Regions from separate parts of the Mus musculus genome. Here all the other regions are linked to region 1. Evidence: chromatin contacts called from public promoter capture Hi-C data. All regions are on one chromosome and are shown on one strand. The core of a region is the stretch at or near the end of the contact, and the rest is flanking DNA. Distances in the headings are between cores, read along the strand shown.

What was found. Promoter capture Hi-C pulls out the DNA fragments that hold promoters and counts their contacts.
Region 2: a contact with region 1 is called in a promoter capture Hi-C map of neutrophils, with 5 times the contacts expected there. The contact joins the enhancer-like site here to the promoter of Xkr7 in region 1. A contact is called at or near these places in 11 of 39 promoter capture datasets (the 3T3-L1 cell line, the C10 cell line, the HPC-7 cell line and 5 more), 1 of 15 datasets of contacts at CTCF or cohesin (large pre-B cells), 1 of 115 datasets of contacts at active chromatin or transcription factors (large pre-B cells) and 2 of 9 other capture datasets (embryonic stem cells and liver).
Region 3: a contact with region 1 is called in a promoter capture Hi-C map of pre-B cells, with 6 times the contacts expected there. The contact joins the promoter of Nol4l here to the promoter of Xkr7 in region 1. A contact is called at or near these places in 14 of 39 promoter capture datasets (the 3T3-L1 cell line, the C10 cell line, the HPC-7 cell line and 7 more) and 3 of 484 Hi-C or Micro-C datasets (all in embryonic stem cells).
Region 4: a promoter capture Hi-C map of pre-B cells shows a contact between it and region 1, with 4 times the contacts expected there. The contact joins the promoter of Kif3b here to the promoter of Xkr7 in region 1. A contact is called at or near these places in 2 of 39 promoter capture datasets (pre-B cells and stem cell-derived epiblast-like cells) and 1 of 9 other capture datasets (pancreatic islet).

The regions. Positions count from the first base shown.
Region 1 is chr2:153,030,543-153,033,242 of GRCm38.p6, reverse strand. Xkr7 (X-linked Kx blood group related 7) reads right to left here and starts at 1,391. Exons shown (of 3, transcript NM_001011732.1): 1 at 645-1,391. The coding sequence starts at 1,228.
Region 2 is chr2:153,408,973-153,411,672 of GRCm38.p6, reverse strand. Nol4l (nucleolar protein 4-like) reads left to right here. Exons shown (of 11, transcript NM_001134300.2): 11 at 1-2,700. The coding sequence ends at 61. Among named protein-coding and RNA genes, the nearest start is that of Asxl1, 64 kb to the right of the region's middle. Within about 2 kb of position 1,297, at least 15 of the 459 cell types and tissues checked have an H3K27ac peak or open chromatin away from gene starts, as enhancers often do. A contact at or near this core is called in neutrophils, where this site is marked.
Region 3 is chr2:153,528,603-153,531,302 of GRCm38.p6, reverse strand. Nol4l (nucleolar protein 4-like) reads left to right here and starts at 1,332. Exons shown (of 11, transcript NM_001134300.2): 1 at 1,332-1,861. The coding sequence starts at 1,541.
Region 4 is chr2:153,290,103-153,292,802 of GRCm38.p6, reverse strand. Kif3b (kinesin family member 3B) reads right to left here and starts at 1,387. Exons shown (of 9, transcript NM_008444.4): 1 at 1,299-1,387. It overlaps Gm39961 (a long non-coding RNA gene), which reads left to right and starts at 1,377. Exons shown (of 3, transcript XR_866869.2): 1 at 1,377-1,664.

The sequences.
Region 1 (2,700 bases), core at 142-2,641:
AAGGATGAAGCCTGCAAGTGAACAGTTTGAATGAAGCCTCAGCATCCGGTCTGAAGACTAAGGGTCAGCCAGTAGCCATCTAGTGTCAGAGTCAAGATTCCAAATCTCCTTGGTCCCTTTTGGGGGATGGGACGGCACTGTGGAGCTCCTTAGGAAGTAGGAGCTAACCAGTGCTGAATTGGGTTCACCCCAGGCCCTTTCTCTACAAAACCAGAAAGTTTGGGCGGGATAGTCATTTAGCTGCCTTTTCCAGGATGTTGGGGTGGGCTGCAATTCTAAACTGAGTGCCTGTGAGTGGTAGGGAGGACTTCTGAGTGGTTTCCTAAGTCGAGGCTTGGTACCTGGACATGGGGGAAGGGTCAGGACTGGAAGGATCGCTGTGGTCCTGTTCCAAGTGTCCCCTTGTTCTCTGCATACATCACTCAGAATCTCTGACCCCATCTTGCCCCATTAGCCAGATCAAAGCTATGGTTCCAACAGAGTTTTGCAGAGGTGAGGAGCTGACTGCAAAGAAATGAGAGCGGCAATGGAGTGGGTCGGGGTGAGGGTCAGGACAGGAGCAGGGCGGGCTAGAAAGGCCAGAGCAGATCTGGGGCGGCATCCCACTCCCAGACTCAAGCTTCCTTCACCTGCTCTTTTCCTACCTCCAGACCTGGCCGAGTTGCAGGAGGTGAACGAGGGTCTGCAGTAGCCAGACGCAGAGGCGGCAGCAGCGGCGGCGGTAGGTGCCGGCCGAGGATGGTGCGGGCCGGGGGACCAGCTCCGCGCTACCTTCTTTGGTCCGGAAGGCGACAGCACTGTCCTTGGTGCTGATGGCGGCTCCGACTATGTCGCTGTCCTTGGTGCTGACGGCGGGTCCCGGGGTCCCCGCGGGCTCCGAGTAGTCGTAGACGAACCAGCGGAAGCTGAGCAGCTGCACGACCAGTGAGGGCAGCAGCACGAAGAGCAGGGTGAGGCCGAAGTAGGTGCTCTGACCCTGCAGGTAGTAGGAGGCCGCCAGCCACAGGTCGGTGGCGCCGTCGGAGAAGAACACGAGCAGCGCGCACAGCACCCAGCAGCAGTCCCGCAGCTCGTAGCGTGGCCCCGGGCACCCCGCCTCCACCGGTCCCGGGCCCGCGATCCCCGCCGCAGCCTCCCCGCGCCCTCCCGCCCCGCCCCGATCTGCTCCCGCCGGCCCCTCGGGCCCCGGGCCGGCCACGGCCGCCGCTCCATCCGACTTCGCGGCCATGTTGGCGGAGCAGGAGGCGGGGAGCGACTTCCGGGCGGCGGAGCGGGTGGGGTGCGGAGTGGGGAGGACCCTGCGCGGGCGGCTCCCGCCTCCCGCTCTTCCTCCGCCGCTCCTCTTCCTCCTCCCCTCTACCTCAATTATTCATCCTTGCCGGCGCCGCCCCGCCCGGGCTCCGGCCTGGATGTGGGCCGCCCCCTGGGAAGGGAGGGGGCCGGGGTGGGGAGAGCATCCCAGGTCACCCTCGCATGGCTTCCTCGGAGGCGTGGGGCCCAACCACATGCTTTCTGCCTCTGGCCTCCCCCTTTGACTGCCCCCGCCCTATCCTCTCCTTTTCCATTGATCTCCTGTGGTACCTCCGGTGGTTTGGGTCTTGCAATGTCCCAGGAGGGTGGGAGGCCGAGGTCTGAGAATAAAAGGACAGGGGTGGGGGCAGCTGCTTGGGCACCTGCCATAACCCGTTAGCAGTCACTCCTTCCAACGCCACTTCCTAGTTCCCCCGTGTTCACTTATTGTTTCATCCCCTCCTTTGATCTTGAGAGATCTCTTTTCTCATTGTCTTTTTCAAGCTGAGAAACTGCGGTTCTCTGAGTTGCGGTCTCTCGGTCTCTCGATCACCTTTCTTTTAGGAACCGCGTTCATCTGGCCACTAGCCTGATTAGGCAAGGCAGAGGAAAGGGATGGGAGGGAACCCCTTGGGAAGGAAAGAGCAAGTGCAAACAGCTACTCCCATCACCACTGGAGGCCACATTTTCTAGGATGTCCGGAAGAGGGGGTGGGGGTGCAGAACGATAAAACTGGCGATTTCCGATGGATTGGACCCTGAAGGGCCAGAAGGTGACAACGGGGGCACCTGCTGCAGAATGTCAGCTGAGGAGTTAGGTGGCTAGGTCAGGATTTAGCAAGAAGACTTGGCAGCCAAAGTGGAGCAGGGATCACAAAGCAGCAGCCTGGAACTGGAGAGAACAGAGGAACATTATAAACACAGTCCATGAGAGGAGCTAGGGGTCTCTCATGTGCCTGAGTACTCCCACACAACTACACCTTGGCTTGGATGGGATATCCTAGGACACTGAACCATTTCTTTGTCATTATTCTAAGCAATGAGGAATCGCTAATCATTTTAGTCTCACAATTTATATGGTCTATATTGTTCTGCCCATTCTATAGATGAGAAAACATAGAGTCAAAAGATACATTTAGTGGCTTAAAATCACATAGTGTTAGAAACAAATTCAAACGTGGCTCTCGAATAGGCTTTGAAAACTCAAGGGAGTGAGGAAGAGTGAGGAGGGGAGGAAGTGAGGTGGAAGGACCACCCTGCCTCAGAGTGACAGGGAAGATAGAAGAGACAGCTGCCCTGGGCTGGGTGGAGCAGCCATCTGCTGTCCTGCAGCCTGGCTTCCCTTTCGTGTCCAGGGACCGTTTTGGTCTCAGTGATGCTTGGGAGGTTGGGGTACCAGCTGTTGCCTAAA
Region 2 (2,700 bases), core at 48-2,547, 380 kb before region 1:
TGCAGCCTTCCTGCTGCGTTCTGCAGATGAACTGGAAAACCTCATTTTACAGCAGAACTGACCCTGCTGGCCCCCAGAGTGCACGACGCCAGGAGGCTGTCCCAGCCTGGACCCAGCTTCCTGCCTCACCAGTTGGTACACTGTTTTCTGAAAGAGGTGGGATCCAAAAGAGCTGTTTCTAGCTGCACTCCAAGCATCTGAGACTTTGGGCACAAGGACACTTTTCTTTTCTTTTTTTTTTTTTAATTTCACCACATGGGTGCTCTGACCTGCTTGGAAAGAGGCCAGTGGGGCAGCTCTAAAAGGGTTGAGGTTCCCCTGAAAAGGCACAGGGGCTACAGCTCTATTTAGAATCACCTTTGTGGACCACGATGTTAGAACTCCCCCCCCCCATAATTACCTTTCAAGTCTTAGGTGAGCAGAATTGCATATTTATTGAGAAGAGCAAAAGTGGACCCTTTCTCTCCCCTTAGTAATTTATTTTTCTGAAATGGATTCTTTTGTGTTTGTACAGATTGCCAGTCTGTGTCTGTCTAATCAGAAGGATGGATCCCTGTACCTAACATTCCATATCACTACACTGATGTGAGCTGGGGGCCAGCAGAGTTGGGGGCCAGCTCACTGTCCCGAGTGCCCAGCATACCCTTGGGAAGGCCACCACACTCCACCACTAGGCTGTCTTGTTGCAGATCCCAGTGCTGCCACAGGGACACTGCCAAACAGAGGGACCTCACCAACACTCACTACAAACAAAAGCAGCCACCCATCCCATCCGACAGAGTCCCAGTCACACGGTCACCTGTACTCTACCTCACACTCCAGCGTGGGCTTTTCCAGGACGTGCTCCAAGTGTGTTCTGAACGGCTGTCTCCCCCAACTCCCACACAATGTAGCTATCTTCTGGGAGGTAAATGAGACCCAGTGTCCAGGAGCCAGAGCCCAGAGGGGCTTGGCCCTTAAAACCAGCAGCTTGCCATAGCCTGGGCTCTTGGAGATGCTTGACAGGATAGTGTGTCTGGAGCTGGTCCAGGTCCCACACAGCCCCCAGGTAACCTGCTGAGGGGCCACTTCTCTTGGCCAGGCATCTGTGTGCCCAAGGGTGAATTATGGTTTCCACTCCTCACCTCACGATGGGAGTAGAGGGATCAGATCGTTGGTGGAAGTGCAGAACTACTTGCATTCTCCTAAGATCAAACTTTCTTCTGGAAAGGCCTGTCCTGTAAGAAACCTAGTCCCTGGAGTGTGACAAGGGACAAGAAAAAGCTGACCTGGTTTCCTTCCTCCCTGACAGGCACTTCCTCTTGCTCTGTGCAATACCTACCAGTGCTGCTAAAACCAGGGATTCACCCAGACCTCAGCAGGCCAGGGGGCCTCTCCCTCAACACTCCGTAGCCATGACAGCAGCACTCTGCTGCCTGCCCCTGCCCAGAGATGGCAGAAGCCCTGTTGCCTTTCTTCCCTCAGAGCTAGGAGGCCTCAAGGGAGCCAGGGCTGAGTGGACACTAAGCTAACCACAAAGAGCCACTCTTGGTCCCAGAGCGAGTGCCCCTTCCCAAACTGGTCTATGGCAGGGACTGCTTGTGGCAGCCTGACAGACTACCCTTCAAACAGGTAGGCAAGCAGTGCCAGTGCAGATACCCTACCTGTTCAGATTCAGGGCTGTAAGGCAGGGTTCCCCACCCTGCACACTTCCACACTGGGGTTAAATGTGGTCTTTCACATGGCCTACAATGCCTACCCAGCCACACCACCTCTGCCTTCATGTGCCCGCTCACCAGGCCTCTGGACTGGGCCAGGACACCTGAGCCCCTTCATACAGCACAAACTCCAGTGCCCAGGCCTCCCCACAGCTGGCCAAACATGTGCCCAGTTCCCCACCTGCTCAGTAGGACTCCTGGATGTTTGAATTTGTGTAAATATTTATTTTTGTGTGTGAATACTACAAAGTAATCAGTAGATCTTTTTGCAAAATGTTACTCCAGGCAATTTGTGAAAATGTTGAAAATTGGCAGAGACAATCGCCACCCTAGAATTTCTGTTATCAATTGCTTACCGCATTCTGTCTGCTCCCAGAGGCAGTACCCAAGCTAGACACAAATGGCTTGCATTTTTGGAAGAAGATAGAAGAGACTAGGCAGGGGCTCCTCCCTCTATCCCCACAGGACACATCTGTAAGGACGAGCATAATCTATATCTAAGTGGTATTTTCTAACTGCAAGCAGTCTTGACCAGCCACTAGCAGCCTGCTCCTAGAGTACGGTGTGAGCATAGGTTCCATGTGTTTTGCTTTCAAGAGAAATAAAACCAATGCCAGTGCTGATGGTTTCCAGAGGGGCTGCAGGACAGTAGTAGATGCTGGCATGCTGACCTGGGCTTCTTCCCAGAGAAGTGGTCTCCAAAGCCTCAGAGCAGCCATACCAGGAGCAAGTCAGTGTGGACACAGGATTCCATTACCTAGTTAAGTCAGGGAACTTGTTCTGTTTTCCTTTTGTTTTAAAAGATGCAGCGTCAAGCCTCCCTTCCTGACTGTGGCCCGCCTTTTCCCAGGAGGAGCTTCCCAAAGCCTTGTCCTGCAGCCACTGCAGTGTGATGGAAGCCTCAGGCACACAGTAGTCATTGGTGATCTCAAGTCATAGTGAACATGCCAGTGCAGGATGCACCCCCCCTCACCCCCGAGTCCTTACAGGCAGATCCCTGCAG
Region 3 (2,700 bases), core at 83-2,582, 500 kb before region 1:
CACAGCTGCCAGGGCCTGGCACACAATTGTCTCAATGACTCGGGTATGGGCACCTTGGAGTTCTTAGGCAGAAAATGATCCTGTTCTGGGACTCAACTCTTGAGTGATAATGTGTCTGTAAGAGTGGCCTGATGACATGGGGGTGGCCGCCAGGGGACAGCAGAAAGGATAATGCAGTAATTTCTTATGCCCTGATAAGAAAGGAAGGCAGAAATCTTCGAGGATTGACTTGAACCTTTATTTATGCTTATAATTCATAGGGGAGGAGGAAGTTCTACACTGGTCAGATCTGCTCAGGTGGGAGGGGGTGTGAGATCACTAAGTTTATTCTCCAAGGGATTCTAGGCCAAGGTGCATCCGGGAAGGTCAGGCTTCTCAGAATGGGTTTGTGGGTGTGTTCAAGGTCTTCAGAGGCTCAGTGAGGTTGGCACCAGGAAGGCCACCGGACAAGGTGACTTCTATAGGGCCTGGGGCTACCCACCCCCACCTACACTAAGGCAAGGCCGGCCAATCTTGGGGGAATTCAGATGAGGTGGAAGGAGAGAAAGTTTGGGGGTCCAAAGGGTGGTGGCTTGGGGTCCCCCCCCCGGGGGAACATTCCTATTCTGGCACCCATACTGACACCAGAGCGGTCAGGCCAATTGCAGGAGTGAGGAGAGGAGCCTGTCCCACACCGCCAGGGTTGGGCTACCTCGGCTAAGACGACCCAATCGGGGAGGCTGGGGACGCCAGTGTCTGGGCTATGATCTGTGCCCTACTGCCTGCGGGACAGTCAGCCCGTCCCGACAGAGTGCGGCCTTCCAGGCTGTGGGCCGAACCAGCCGGATGGAACACGATCCCTAGCTGGGTACCGCGCGCCTGCCGCTGCTGCCCTCCCGGCCGCTGCGGGTGCAGCAGCCCCCGCGCCCCCAGGGGCCGGGCCGGGCGGGGCTGGGCGCGCGGGCGCGGGAGGGAGGGGGGCGGGCGGCGGCGCAGCCTGCGCCGCTCTAACAGGTGGGATCCCGCGGCGTGGTGGAGGCGGGCGCGGGAGGAGGAGGAGGAGGAGGAGGAAGAGCAGCAGCAGCGGGAGCCCCAGCCGGAGCCAGAGCAGGAGCAGGATGAGCCGCGCAAGCTGACAGCCACCGCTGCCGCCCGCGCCCAGGCTCGGTCTCGCTCCCCGTGCCCGGGGCCGCTCCCCGCCTCCCGCCTCCCCTGGCCGCCCGCGGGGCGGCCCGCCCCCTCTGCACCTCCGGGCCCGGAGCTGCCTCCATCTCTCCTGCATCCCGGCCGGGGGGAGGAGGAGGCGGAGCAGGAGGCGAGTCGGAGCCGCCGCCGCCAACGCCGCCGCCGCCGCCGCCGCCGCCCGAGCAGGACAGAGCGCGCCGCAGCCCCGCGCGTCCGGCCGCCGCCCGCGCCCATCCAGCAGCCGCGCCAGAGCCACACCGCGGGACAGCCCGGGCCGCGGCGCGCCCCTGCCCAGCCCGGCCCAGCCCAGCCCAGTTCCAGCACCGGGCGGCCCGGTGGCCGGCCCGCCCCCGAGGGCGCCGGGCGCGGCGGGAGGATGCCGAAGCCGACGCTGCTGCTGCGCGGGGGCTGGGAGCGCGAGCGCAGCCCCGGGGACTCGGAGCTGGGCCGCCAGTTCCGGGACTGGTGCCTGCGCACCTACGGCGACTCGGCTAAAACCAAGACAGTGACACGCAGCAAATACCAGCGGATCGCCGAGGTCCTGCAGGGTGGCGGCGGGACCGGCGCGGGCAGCGGCCCGGCGGCGGGCGAGAAAGGCAAGTTCCAGTTCTGGGTGCGCTCCAAGGGCTTCCGCCTGGGCAGCGGCCGGGAACCCAAGATGGGCCAAGTGGTGTATGTGCCGGTCAAGACGGGCTCGGTGAGTGCGCGCGCGGCGGCCGCGGGCTAGTCCCGTGGCCGGGATTGGGGAGGGCGGGGGCGGGGTGGGGGTGTGGATGTGTGTCCGAATGGTGTGTTTCTGGGGTTGTCCGTGTGTCTAGCCCACCCGGGGCGTGCGTGTCCCTGCTCACTAGCCCTCCCTGGCCCGCCCGGGCAGCGCTCGGGGTTTGGGGCGTCCCTGCCCCCTCTGCGCCGCTGATCGGGCCATGGCCGTGACGGGCGGGCTGTCCCGGGCTGCTCACCCCAGCGTGTTCTGTCCTCTCGTCCCCTCCCCTCCCCCTTTCCCCCCAGCCAGCAGGCGGCTGCTACGGAGCTCCAGCCTCCCCCCCTCCCGCCCGGAGGCCGCCTGTCCCGGGCGCCTCGCGCTCCCGCCCCCGGGCCGGCTGGGCGGTGTGTGTGTGCGTGTGTGTGTGTGTGTGTGTGTGCGCGCGCGCGTGTATCTATGTGTGTGTGTGTAGGGTGGTGCTGCGGGGGTGGGGAGGCAGGGGCAGCGGCGGGACGGGGAGTCCACTGGGCCTCCCCGCACTAGGGGAGGGGGCTAGCCCTGGCACTGTCGCCCCGACCCCACCCGGCACTGGCCCGGGGAGGGGCAGCCAGAGCCGCAGCCTGGCGCAGGAGCAGCCTCCCAAGGGTGGGTGGGGCGTCCCCGCCGCCCCCCGGGCCCCGCGCTCCCCCCACCCTGGGACGGGGGCGGCATGACCTATTCATCCCCTCCCCTCCCCCGTCTCTCAGGCTGGCCCGGTTGGCGCTGGGGAGGGGGGCGGGTAACCGCAGCCCCGGGAAAGGAGGCTGGTGGCCAGTGGCCGGGCGGGGGCATCC
Region 4 (2,700 bases), core at 138-2,637, 260 kb before region 1:
TGCCTGACACTGTCTGTGAAGACTAAATGAGATAATACGCCTCAAAAAACTTCTTAAGCATCAAGTTGCTCTAAGCACTTCTCAGAAGAGATAAATACCCCTATTCTTGTTATGAATATACCGGGTGACAGGCATGGCACAAGTACAGAACCTTTTAAGAGGTCAGTAACTTCCCCCCTCTGAGCAGACTACAAAGTAAAACTGTGGGTGGGGAATGGCCAGGGTGTCTAGAATACCCATATGCACTAGCAAGCTACACACCTAAGTCCTTCTGGTTCCAAGTCATCTTCCCCTTCTTGGAAGGCTCCATCCCATTAGTGATAAGTAGTACTTAACCACGTGTTTTGTGGAGGGGGAGGGGCTCAACAGGACCCACCCCTACACGAGGATTTATGGGCAGTTAACGGTTGCTAGGGGGAGGGGCTCACAACACAGCCACCCATTCCTGAGGTGTTGTGTCCCCACCACCACCACACCCCCAAACCTAACACCTCACATGAGTTATTGGTGATTGAGGGAGTAGCAGGCATTTTCTTCTGTAGTGTAGCCACGGGCAAAACGCCCATGCTCCTCAAAAGAACCTAATTTTTGTAAACTGCGCTAGGGCATGGAATTAGAAGGGACTAAAAAGTGAAGGGAAAGGGTCAGTGGGAGGGGAGCACGAATAAAATAAATTATACACACGGATGAAACGTCATCATGAAACCCGTTATATGCAATTAACATGTTTTGTTTTGTTTTTTTAAGCATCATGTCCCAAGCTACTCCAGACGCCCTGCTTCCCACGAAGGGCAATCCCATGATCTGATTTACAGATGAGAAGACTCAACGCCACGCTATGCAGCCTCAAACTCAAGCACTCAGACTTCAAACAGTTCTCTTGGTCTCCACATAGAGTATCCTGGCCGTTCACCCTCTTCCCACTTGGAGCCCTTTCATATACAAGTCTCCTCGGCAAGTGTCAAGACCCCAATGGGCAGACAGGTCTGCTGCTGCCAGAGAAGGCAAGGGGTTTGTCCAAGGTCACACAGCGAGCCAGGCACCGCCCTGAGGCTCGGACCTCAGGTTCTTGCTTCCTGAGCTGCCTTTCCAGCCAGGGCCTGGGACTGTGGCCCCGGACCGGCCGTGAGGAGCGAGCACGGGCGGCCGAGACTGGGGGGTCGTACCGGCCGCGCCCGAGAAAAAGCCGGGTGGTCAGAGATACCACAGAGGCCGGACAAAGGATGCTGCGGCTCGCAGAGCAACGACATCGGGATAATGCTGGGCGCCCCGCGGTGACCCCAGCATCTCGAACTCACCTGCGGCCGCAGCCGAGAGCGGGCGGCGGCGGCGAACCCGGGGCTCAGCCATTCCCAGCTGCCCCGGATGGGGAGAGACCGCGGCGCTCACTTCCTTAGCAACCCGGCTCGGCGACCCACTTCCTTAGCAACCGCGTCAATTTCAATAACTTTATTGGGCCTCCGAAGCGAGGAGCTCGCCGAGGGGCGGAACCCGGAGTGCAGCGGCGTTTTCCAGGTTCCCAGCGCGCGGACACTCTGACCCTCCTAGGCACCCGGACTCGGTCCTCTGGTCTCGGGTGCCTCAGTTTCTCCGTTTGTGAAACAGAGCCCAGTATCTTGGTCACACTACGCGCTTTCATCCTCCCCTTCTGAAAGCTCTTTCAGGTCAGTTCTCTGATCTGGGTCTCAGATTAGTATTGAGTGGCTCCCAATTAAGGCCACCCAGGGATGAAGGAAAATCTGTCCTGCCTGTCACTTTCATTTGGCCATCGAGTCCCACAGTCTGCCTTTCATATATTCCTGCTTTTCTCCACTTTTTTAAAGAACAGCACCACAAGCAAGGCCAGGCCACCTGTCATCTTTAGACTCGACTGCAATTCTTGTTCTCTGTTAATAGAGTATAAGGCCTGACCATCCATTCCCGGCGAGGTGACCTGAATAATAATTTAAAACCTGAAGCACATCCCTGCAAGGCATCCTTGGAGTCCCACTATTCTTACCATCAACTCAAAAAACTTTGGTTGAGCTTGATGGCTCATGACTATAGTTCTAGCACTCGGGAAATGGAGGCAGGAGGATGAACAGCTCAAGACCATGCTTGGGTACAGAGCAAGTTCCGAACTACACAGCGAGACTCTGTCCCTCAGTATCAAAAATAAATACACATAATTGTAGGGAAAAGATGCTACCCTCTGATGGCTCAGTGGGTAAACGCGTTTGACGGCTTGAGGTAGATTCCAGGGACCCACCCGGCAGGAGAGAAACAACTTAGGTTGTCCTCTGACTTCAGCACATGCAAACCAGCTGGGCTGGGAGTGCATGGTTGGCATCTCGACTAGATAGTCTGAACAATAATTTGAAAACCGGAATCACATCAAGTCATCCTCCCTGCATAGCATCTTTGGAGTCCGGCTACCCTTCCATCAAAGCAAAAAGCACTCTGGAAGGAGGAGTGGGCAGATCTCTGAGTTGGAGGCCAATGTGGTCTACAGAGCAAGTCTAGGAGAGCTGGAGCTACACACAAAGAAAAAAAAAAGATACCTACCAAACTGACGCAAAGTAAAGTTTACCTGTATTGGTTACAAACACATTATGTGTTGTTTACAAGAACATAATGCAATATATGTGTTTATGTTTCATCTCTTCTGTATCTCTTGGTAGTTTCTAGGGCTAATAATTGCCAAAATTTTCTCTCATTTTC